2 separate regions of the Drosophila melanogaster genome follow, and region 2 is linked to region 1. The links are chromatin contacts, called in public HiChIP or PLAC-seq maps. All regions are on one chromosome and are shown on one strand. The core of a region is the stretch at or near the end of the contact, and the rest is flanking DNA. Distances in the headings are between cores, read along the strand shown.

Region 1 (4,728 bases), core at 1,532-4,031:
AAAACGGATAATCTATAGTACCGCCTTTACTACTCGCAGGAACAAGGATCAAATTGAGATGGGCTTGTTTGTCACCCGGTTCCTGTGCTCCCTGCTCATCTTCGTTTTGGGTCTGAAAGCTCCTGGCATCATGGCCCCGTACAATCCACATCAGCGGCTGGACAATGATACCGCCAACGAATCGCAGGGAAACGTGCAGACAGGATCTGCTTTCAGGAACGGATGGCGCAAGCTGCGCACCGTCTTTCCGTACCTCTGGCCTAAAAAGAATATTGCTCTGCAGATAGCCGTCATCGTTTGCATTATACTGCTGCTTGCCGGTCGAGTCATAAAGCTGTTTTTGCCGATTTATCGCAAGAAGTTGGGTAGGTCAAGAATTATGAACGTAATTCGTTAAGTAATTCATTGCTAATCTCCTGTTTCGACAGTTGACAGTCTTACCATTGCACCGATCGTCTTTCGCTGGGACTTTGTGCTGATCTATGTGGCATTGTCCTTCCTCCAGGGTGGCGGCACTGGTAGCATGGGATTATTTAATAACCTTCGCACCTTCCTCTGGATACGGGTTCAACAGTACACGACCCGGGAGATCGAGATTGAGCTGTTCCGGCATCTGCACCAGCTTTCGCTTAGATGGCACTTGCAACGCAAAACGGGAGAGGTGTTGCGTGTCATGGATCGCGGCACGGACTCGATCAACAACCTCCTCAACTATATTGTCTTCTCGATCGCACCAACCATTCTCGATCTACTCGTTGCCGTGGCATACTTTGTTTACGCCTTCAATTGGTGGTTTGGCCTAATCGTCTTCCTCACCATGTTCCTGTATATAGGTAAGTGATAAAAATTATTCGATTAATTCCATTCGTATTTCAAAATATCCTTCCGTTTTACAGCCTCTACCATTGCAATCACTGAATGGAGAACCAAGTACCAGAGGAGAATGAACCTGGCGGACAATGAGCAGCGAGCTCGCAGCGTGGACTCCCTTCTCAATTTCGAAACAGTCAAGTACTACGGAGCGGAGCACTACGAGGTGGATTGCTACAGGGAGGCCATTCTCAAGTACCAAAAGGAAGAGTTCCTCTCAATGCTGACACTCAACATGCTGAACACAGCCCAGAATATTATTTTGTGCTTGGGCCTACTGGCCGGATCGCTGCTCTGTGTATACTTGGTAGTTCACCATCAAACCCTCACCGTGGGCGATTTTGTGCTCTTCTCCACCTATCTGATGGAATTGTACATGCCACTGAATTGGTTCGGCACCTATTACCGAGCCATACAGAAGAACTTCGTGGACATGGAGAACATGTTCGATCTGCTGAAAGAGGAGGAAGAGATTGTGGATGCCCCAGGCTGTTCGCCCCTTCTAACTGCCGGCGGTGGCATTGAGTTCTCAAACGTGACCTTTGGCTATTCACCGGAGAAGATAGTGCTGCGCAATGTGAGCTTCACAGTTCCGGCCGGTAAGACGGTAGCGATTGTTGGACCCTCTGGAGCCGGTAAGAGCACCATCATGCGGCTGCTTTTCCGCTTTTACGATGTGCAGACTGGTGCTATCCTGATTGACGGACAAAACATCAAGCTTGTGCAGCAGCAGAGTCTGCGAAAGGCCATTGGAGTGGTGCCCCAGGATACGGTTCTCTTTAACAACACCATCTTCTACAACATTGAATATGCCAAGTTGGGCGCTTCGGACGAAGCTGTCTATGAGGCTGCTCGCGCCGCCGACATTCACGAAAGGATTCTCGGCTTTCCGGAGAAATATGAGACAAAGGTGGGCGAACGAGGTCTGCGGCTCAGTGGAGGTGAAAAGCAACGCGTAGCCATCGCCAGAACGCTTCTTAAGGCGCCCATTATTGTGCTCCTGGATGAAGCCACCTCAGCTTTGGACACCCACACAGAACGCAATATTCAGGCTGCTTTGGCCAGGGTGTGCGCAAATCGTACCACCATCATTGTTGCCCATCGTCTTTCCACCATCATCCATGCGGACGAGATTCTGGTCCTGCAGCAGGGAAGCATAGCGGAGCGTGGGCGACACGAAGAGCTTGTGCTGCGCGAAGATGGCATCTACGCGGACATGTGGCAACAGCAACTCAAGAATCTAGATGCAGAACAGAGTGGTGGTTCTGATAACGGAGACGCTAGTGCAGAATCGGGATCGGAGAAACGCAGGGCAGGAGGAGCAGGAGGACCAAGTGGTACTGGAACGGGTGGTGCCCACTTCAGGGCAGGACATGCTCATGGGGGAGCACGCTAGCCTTAAGTGACATACAGAGTAGTTTCTGATATTCCTGATTCCATGTGATTTGTGGTGTATTGTTATACGTATGAGAGCAGCTCGTCAAAGTCTTAGTTCGTCTATAAGTAACCTTATATGCTACTCTTATACTAATAAATAACGTAGATTTTTATAGACAATCCGCGAGATTTAATATAATTTAAATGTGTCTGGTACCAAATAAATAGCGCAATATTGTGTATTTCTAGTCCTTATTAAATTATTAAGTCTTGAAGGGATACGAAATTGTCCTTGGGAATATTGTAAGATAATGTTATGCAAGATATCTTAAAATCCTCTAAACAGAATGTATCAGATTTGAGAATCCGTTTTCTGGTCCGTAAGACGTTGTTCCAGTGGACGCGGCAAAAATCTATTTATAGGACATTTCCCAAGAGATCGTAAGAGAGCCCAGCTGCCAAGCTGCTCTTCGCAGCATGATTCTTATCAACGAAACCTCCAGCAAGGCCAACCATCCGGCTGTTATGTCCGCTCAGTTTGAGCTTGGATCGCGAACAGAGCGGACGTGTCGAGCTGTGATCCGGGAATTAGACGCGTTGGCGATAAAGGAGGAAAAGCGTCGGCTTCTTTGAAAAATCTGATAATATACAGTCGCGTTGATATATATATTATATATAATATATATACATATATTCACTGATACTACATTGAGAAATCTGTGCGCGAAGTGAAAAGCGTCGGAAGATCTGTGGAAAAGCGAGTGCCACGACCTCGGAAGGAAGTAGCTAGTAGCAAGTAGCAGGCCATGAGGCTACTCAAGTGTTCCGTGTTTGTGTGTACGTGAGAGTAACCTAGTTGATAATCCCAACTGTATCAGAAACTAATAAAAGAATATGACGTAATTATTCATTGACGAGGCGCGCATCAAAAAGAAACCTAGAAGCAACATTGATTAAAGCGTTTTGCGATCATTCAAATATGTTTATATATATTATATATACACATGCACATTTAGTATATATCTATATATATATATATATAAGAAATTCAATTGATAATTGAAGAGTTTATTGCCCGTCCGCGCGAATGCGACATAGATGGCGGGAGGGATGGATGAACACGAGCGGATGGGAGGAGCATCCATCGAATTGAAGTTCAATTTCCCATTTATCTATTTATCCGGCAGATCTGTTCCTGATCTTCGATGCCGGCCATGCCTTCAGCATCATTGGCCTCAACAAACAGATGCTCTACGAGTACGAGGGCAATGTCCTGGTGGGTGCAAAGCCCCAGGACGAGGGCCACCAGGCGCCACCCACCACCGGATGGATTGTGCGGGGCAAGCTGACGCTCCAGCGGCAAAGCGAGCTGGTCTTGGCTGCGGCGGTAAGTTGTCTAGGATCAGTTCCAGTTTCGGAGATGTTTCAGTTGATCTCCGGCAAGCGTTTCTCAATATTATTTTTGTTTATACAAATCGATCCATACTAGTATTTACTCATACTTCTTGTATGTAGAAGAATGTGTATATCAATTGGAAATCGGTGAAAAATCAAATCAATTTATTGATTTCATTATCAATTTATACGATCCAATCGGCGCATTCTATAGCCCCCATTCCCATATTCCACTTCCCATTCCCCATCACCATCTGCAGCGCGACTTCTTGTCAGCCTCCGCAGACGAAGAAGAATTCGCAGATGAATTAAAGACAATTTAACCATTCACTGAGCGGTAGCGACTCTGGAAAAGATCGGAGCGGATTCGCCACAATAAACTGAACTCGGTTGTGAACTTCTTTCATTGAGCCCCCACAGATAATGCCATTCCCTTTTGTTAATCAGCTCTGATTGTTTTGACTGAGAGTGACTCTCTAGGAGTAGAGAGTCCCTCGCTTATCAGTGATCAGGCATCTGGACCTGCGCCTGGGCATGGTATGGTGCATGTACGCCATATGAGAGCGCCGATCTGACTAATTTCTGCTGGCCAGATAAACGGCGTCTCGGCGCGTCTTATCAGCCGGTTCAGTTGGGCTCGACCCTGGTCGATAGAAGATTACAGCATTATTGCAGGGCTTTCCCGGCTAATCGTCTGCTCTGCTCTGCTCTCTCTCTCTCTCGCTCGCTCTCTACCCGACAGCTGGTCATAGACGATGTAACGCTGAACAACTCCGGCGAGAAGTTCCTGCAGAACAAGGAGATGTACCCGCCCTACAAGCCCTTCAAGATCGCTCTCACCAAGGATGGCGCCATCTCACATGTGGTCTTCAAGGAAGGCGATCCCATATGGAGCATGAACTTCAAGCGGGCCATCGCATCGGTGCTGCAGTTCCAGATGAAGTCCAGCGGGGCCTTCGTCGTGGATGAGGTAAGTTATACCATCCGATATACATAATTCCTAATTTAAACTTTATTATTTTTACTGGTAGCTGGGTATTCACGGCACTTGCCGCACGGAGTACTTTGTGTCCAACAGGACAAACT
Region 2 (4,728 bases), core at 1,455-3,954, 120 kb before region 1:
AATTCTTTGCAACTTTTAAATTAATCGTCACAAAATGTAATCCTTAAAAAGGAGAATCGTTACGAGCTGTTCATGATATTAGGCGATATTTTTGCCATATTGATTTTAGCCTAATTTGCGTGTCGCGCATTTATTTCATACATGTCCATTGGACGATAAGCCACGAATATGTTCACTTTTTCATTATCACTAAATGGCTCTCGTAAAGTACCGATTAGGATAGGCTAAGTGTATTTCGAATTTTTTTTTGTGGCAAGTTCTGTGAGCTTTTTTTTTATTAATAGACATGTGTATTCTACAGATTAAAACGGGCCTGCGGAAATGCTGGGTCATTTGTTTACACTAAAGATAAGCGCGACTATTTCCCTTGCTTGATCATCGAAAATAAATTAATTATATGAATATATATATACATGATTTTGTCACACTTGACTAAGTTTATATTGTAATGGAGGGTACTTTTTTTAACCCTAAGGAAGATTAGCTCATTGTCCGCCCACTTATTAATATCATAATTCCCAGAGAAGGGATGATTTATATGGAGTTCTGTGTTTTTATTGCTTGGGGAAATACAAATTTTTCAAATTCAATAAAGTACATATTATGGGCTCAATGGGTCATCTGCTCAAATTCGCCGAAAATGACACATTTCGGCATTGATCGCGCCATATGTTTTTTATATGCGAAGAGTTCAATATTTGCACCATATTTGGCCAATATTGGAACAGCTGTTGCTGCGTATTTTGCACAATGCACGAAATACTGATTGGTATCGAATTAATGGAGCTGAATGACAAACAACGGGCAGCATCATCATCGCAATGCCGCAGTCAAGTTCGGCAAGTAAACTTTGGATATTCAAATGTTCTTTAAGAAACTGTGACAAATGTCGCTGATGTTGCGAACCGCGGGAAAATGGCAAATGCGAAAAAGCTGAAAAGGCCGACCGCCGCCGTTTGAAACTAGTTCAGGTGCCCTACCCCAAGTTGTTGGTAGCAAAAGAGAGAGGGAAGCGGCGACTGCAGTCGATTACGGCAGCGGACCATAAATAAATACAGGTGCTTGTACCGCCTGGCATTGTAGTGCACAGTGAGAAATTCGCTGAAATGCTGTACTGAGATGATTGGTAGTGGTTCAAGGTACGGTAAGATGAGAATTTTTAAATTACTTTGAGATTTGTATACCAAAACATGACGCTCATTTACAATCCAATAATATTTCATGCATCAGAATCGAGTGAGGCTTAAATTTAAGAACTTTTTTCAATAGCTAATATTATGAAACCACATGCTTATTTCTTTCCGTGCACTAAACGTATCGTAATGTGGACGTGGACAGCGAACGCAGGGATTATTGTTAAATGCCACCCACTGAAATCGGAAAAAGAGCCCGATGAATGAACAAATGGACGACACAAATAGCGGCTGGCGAATTGGGCAATGTGTTGCGACTAAAAATACGCGCACTAGAACGGGCTGCCAAGATGAGAGAGACTAGAAGGCGAAGACAAAGAGCTAGTGGTAGACCAAGTTTTTGTAAAGGATTTCCGCTGTTTTGCTGCGTTGGCGCCCACCTCCTCTCTCTCTCCCTCTCTCTCGCTCGCTCTCCTCTCTTATCAATAAACAGAGCCCCTTGGCCCCACTCTATCTATCTCTATCGCACGCACACAAGCAAGCGGAAGCGATAAGTTGCTGCCATATAAATAATGTTGCAATCTAGGATAAGAATTTAGGGGTTCCTTATGTTCCTATTCGCATTCCCACTCCCGATCTCCGAGTGTTATATCACTTACCTTTGGCAATGGTTGCTCTCTCTCGCTCTCTTCCTCTTCGCTTCGCATTTGCTCTTCTCTCCGCACTACGCACTCCTCTTTCTAGTTCCCTTCGTTGTGCGGTAGCAGTCAGCTTATGTGGGGCGCCCACTCACAATTCAACTCATGCGCTCTGCATTTTCTAATTGAATTGTTTGCTCTCAAACTGTACAATCGATGCTGAGTTACTATAGCCGTACGTATGTGTGTGTTTTGGCCCAAGGAAAGGGGTACTGGGTACTGCTTTTCGCCAGCAGCGTCACAAATCAATCCAATCGCTTTTGCTTTCTTCCTACTCACTCGCACTCACGCACCATTGACTTTTTATTTTCACGCACACTGGCACACTCGCGACGGACACACGGATGGGAATCCGGCGTTGCGAATAACGGCAGAATTCGATTTACGGCAATTGTCGTTGGTGGGCGTAGGCAGTCAATGTTTTAACTTAACACTGGGCTTCACGCTGATGCAAACACACTCTGACAGCACAATATTTTTAAGTTTTCGGTTCCCAGCAGCCATGTTAGCGCGATGGAGTCGCATTTATATGTGCGGCCTGACTATCGTGGTGCATCGGTTTTTAGGCGGCGCGAGCGGGACGCCAATACAGCACCACCGCCACTGTGACCAGATGGCATTATTGAATTTAACAGCAATTTTCACATAATAGCTTGTTCCCACTGAGATGTAAAGCTAACTGACACGTTAGCTAGCTATAACTTTTTCGAAGTCTATATAATTCTCTTAACAGCCAATATGTTTTCTTGTTATTTAATATATGGCTTCCACCAACCAATAGGTTTATATATTAACCTAACCTAAGATTAAAATAATGATAACTTTCAGTGGAGATAGCTGAAATATCGATAACGACTGTCACAACAACATCGATTTAAATACCATCTCTATTTTATCAACGCAGCGTTTATTGGCTTTTTGGCGTGGAAAAGTGAAAAGATAATTGACAAAAAGTCCACAAAAGTGCCGCAACATGAACACACTGGGTCCTAAGAAGGACGGAAGTCCGAATATAGACTTTTTCCAGTCGCCGGAGACGCTGCAGGGCTTTGAATCGATTCGCCAGTGGCTGCAGAAGAACTGCAAGAAGGTGCGTGCCAACAACAACGCCGCCGCAAACAAAAATGGCGCTGTCAGGCGGCGAAAAAAAAACGATTTACTCACAACCGTATTTATTGCAGTATTTGGCCCACAGTTCGGAGCCCATCACGAAGGAGTCCTTGGCCCAATTGCTCATTCACTTCCTGCAGTATGTGGAAGCCAAGCTGGGCAAGAACTCAGCGGATCCGCCGGCAACCAGAATTCCGGTTAGTATTGATAGTGCCTGTGGTTGGTGAGGGGGACAGGGTGCCCCGTGTTGCGTGTGTACACGTAAATATTAATCCTCCAATGGCCAAATGTTTGGACCACTAGCTTATATTTTGTATTTAGCTACATGATTTACGTACATTAAAACATATCTCTAATAATCGTACCACCCACACCAGATGCGTTGCTTTCTGGACTTCAAGAGCGGCGGTGGTCTGTGCATCATTTTCTCGACCATGTTCCGTTTCCGGGCCGAGCAACGCGGCAAGAAGTTCGACTTCTCCATTGGCAAGAATCCCACGCGCAAGGATCCCAACATCCAGCTGCTGATCGAGATTGAGCAGGCGTTGGTCGAGGCGGACTTGTATCGCATACCGTACATCTATATTCGGCCGGAGATTGAAAAGGGCTTCGAGGGAAAACTGCGCGAGATCCTGGACAATCGACGGGTAGAGATTGTGTCGGACGAGGAGGACGCCACCCATATCGTCTATCCTGTGGTGGACCCACATCCCGACGAGTATGCGCGGCCCATTTTCAAGCGCGGCGGACATGTGATGCTGCATTGGTACTACTTCCCCGAGTCCTACGATTCTTGGGCTGTGAATAACTTTGACCTGCCCGATCACATTCCGGAGAATCCCGAGTCACCGGCGGAACGTTGGCGTGTGTCTGCATCCTGGATCGTGGACCTGGAGCAGTACAATGAGTGGATGGCCGAGGAGGACTACGAGGTTGACGAACAGGGCAAGAAGAAGACGCACAAACAGCGTATGTCCATAGACGACATCATGTCATTCGGCGACGAGAAGAAGAAGCCTGCTGCCAGCTCGGGCGGAGGCAAGCAGAAGAGACGCCGTTCACCATCTCCCGCCAGTTCGGCATCCACCTCAAAGCCGGGCAAGCGTAAGCGTTCTCCCGCCGTGGTGCACAAAAAGTCGCGCAACGACGATGATGACGAGGACTTAACTCGCGATCTGGATGATCCGCCGGCCGAGCCCAATGTTCAGGAGGTTCATAAGGCAAATGCCGCCTTGCAGTCCACCGCCAGTCCAGCTCCGGGCGGTAAATCTCGTGGCGACAACGACATGATGCCCATTAAAGGTAAGTTTTGTTATCTTATATCTGCATTGACTAAACAAACTGATATCTAGGTGGCACTATGACCGATCTGGATGACGAAATGACTGGAGGAAGCGCCGCTCAAGCCATGTCTACCGGAGATGGGGAAAACTCGCAGACAGGCAAGACAAGTGATAACAGCAACACGCAGGAATTCTCTTCATCGGCCAAAGAGGATATGGAGGACAATGTGACCGAGCAGACGCACCACATTATCGTGCCTTCGTACTCGGCTTGGTTTGATTACAACTCCATTCATGTGATCGAGAAACGGGCCATGCCGGAATTCTTTAACAGCAAGAATAAGTCAAAGACACCAGAAATCTATATGGCCTACAGGAATTTTATGATTGATACGTACAGGTAAGTTGAAGCTCCATTTTTTTTGCAGCAAATAGTTTTGAATATGTTACTCATCTATTTCAGGCTCAATCCGACGGAGTATTTGACCAGCACAGCTTGTAGGC

Evidence for each region. HiChIP or PLAC-seq counts read pairs in DNA pulled down with a chosen protein or histone mark.
Region 2: a Psq HiChIP or PLAC-seq map of the Kc167 cell line shows a contact between it and region 1, with 2.1 times the contacts expected there. The contact joins the promoter of mor here to the promoter of cv-d in region 1. A contact is called at or near these places in 1 of 1 datasets of contacts at CTCF or cohesin (the Kc167 cell line), 26 of 107 Hi-C or Micro-C datasets (the Clone 8 cell line, the D17-c3 cell line, the Kc167 cell line and 9 more) and 3 of 6 datasets of contacts at active chromatin or transcription factors (all in the Kc167 cell line).

What each region holds. Positions count from the first base shown.
Region 1 is chr3R:15,851,634-15,856,361 of dm6, reverse strand. cv-d (crossveinless d) reads left to right here and starts at 2,781. Exons shown (of 15, transcript NM_169676.2): 1 at 2,781-3,084; 2 at 3,435-3,634; 3 at 4,385-4,612; 4 at 4,674-4,728. The coding sequence starts at 3,054. It overlaps Hmt-1 (Heavy metal tolerance factor 1), which reads left to right. Exons shown (of 6, transcript NM_142246.3): 4 at 40-365; 5 at 429-833; 6 at 897-2,494. The coding sequence ends at 2,266.
Region 2 is chr3R:15,970,889-15,975,616 of dm6, reverse strand. It overlaps mor (moira), which reads left to right and starts at 2,704. Exons shown (of 8, transcript NM_079649.4): 1 at 2,704-2,921; 2 at 3,013-3,138; 3 at 3,319-4,243; 4 at 4,294-4,624; 5 at 4,688-4,728. The coding sequence starts at 2,805. It overlaps Hel89B (Helicase 89B), which reads right to left and starts at 2,319. Exons shown (of 7, transcript NM_169693.2): 1 at 1,793-2,319.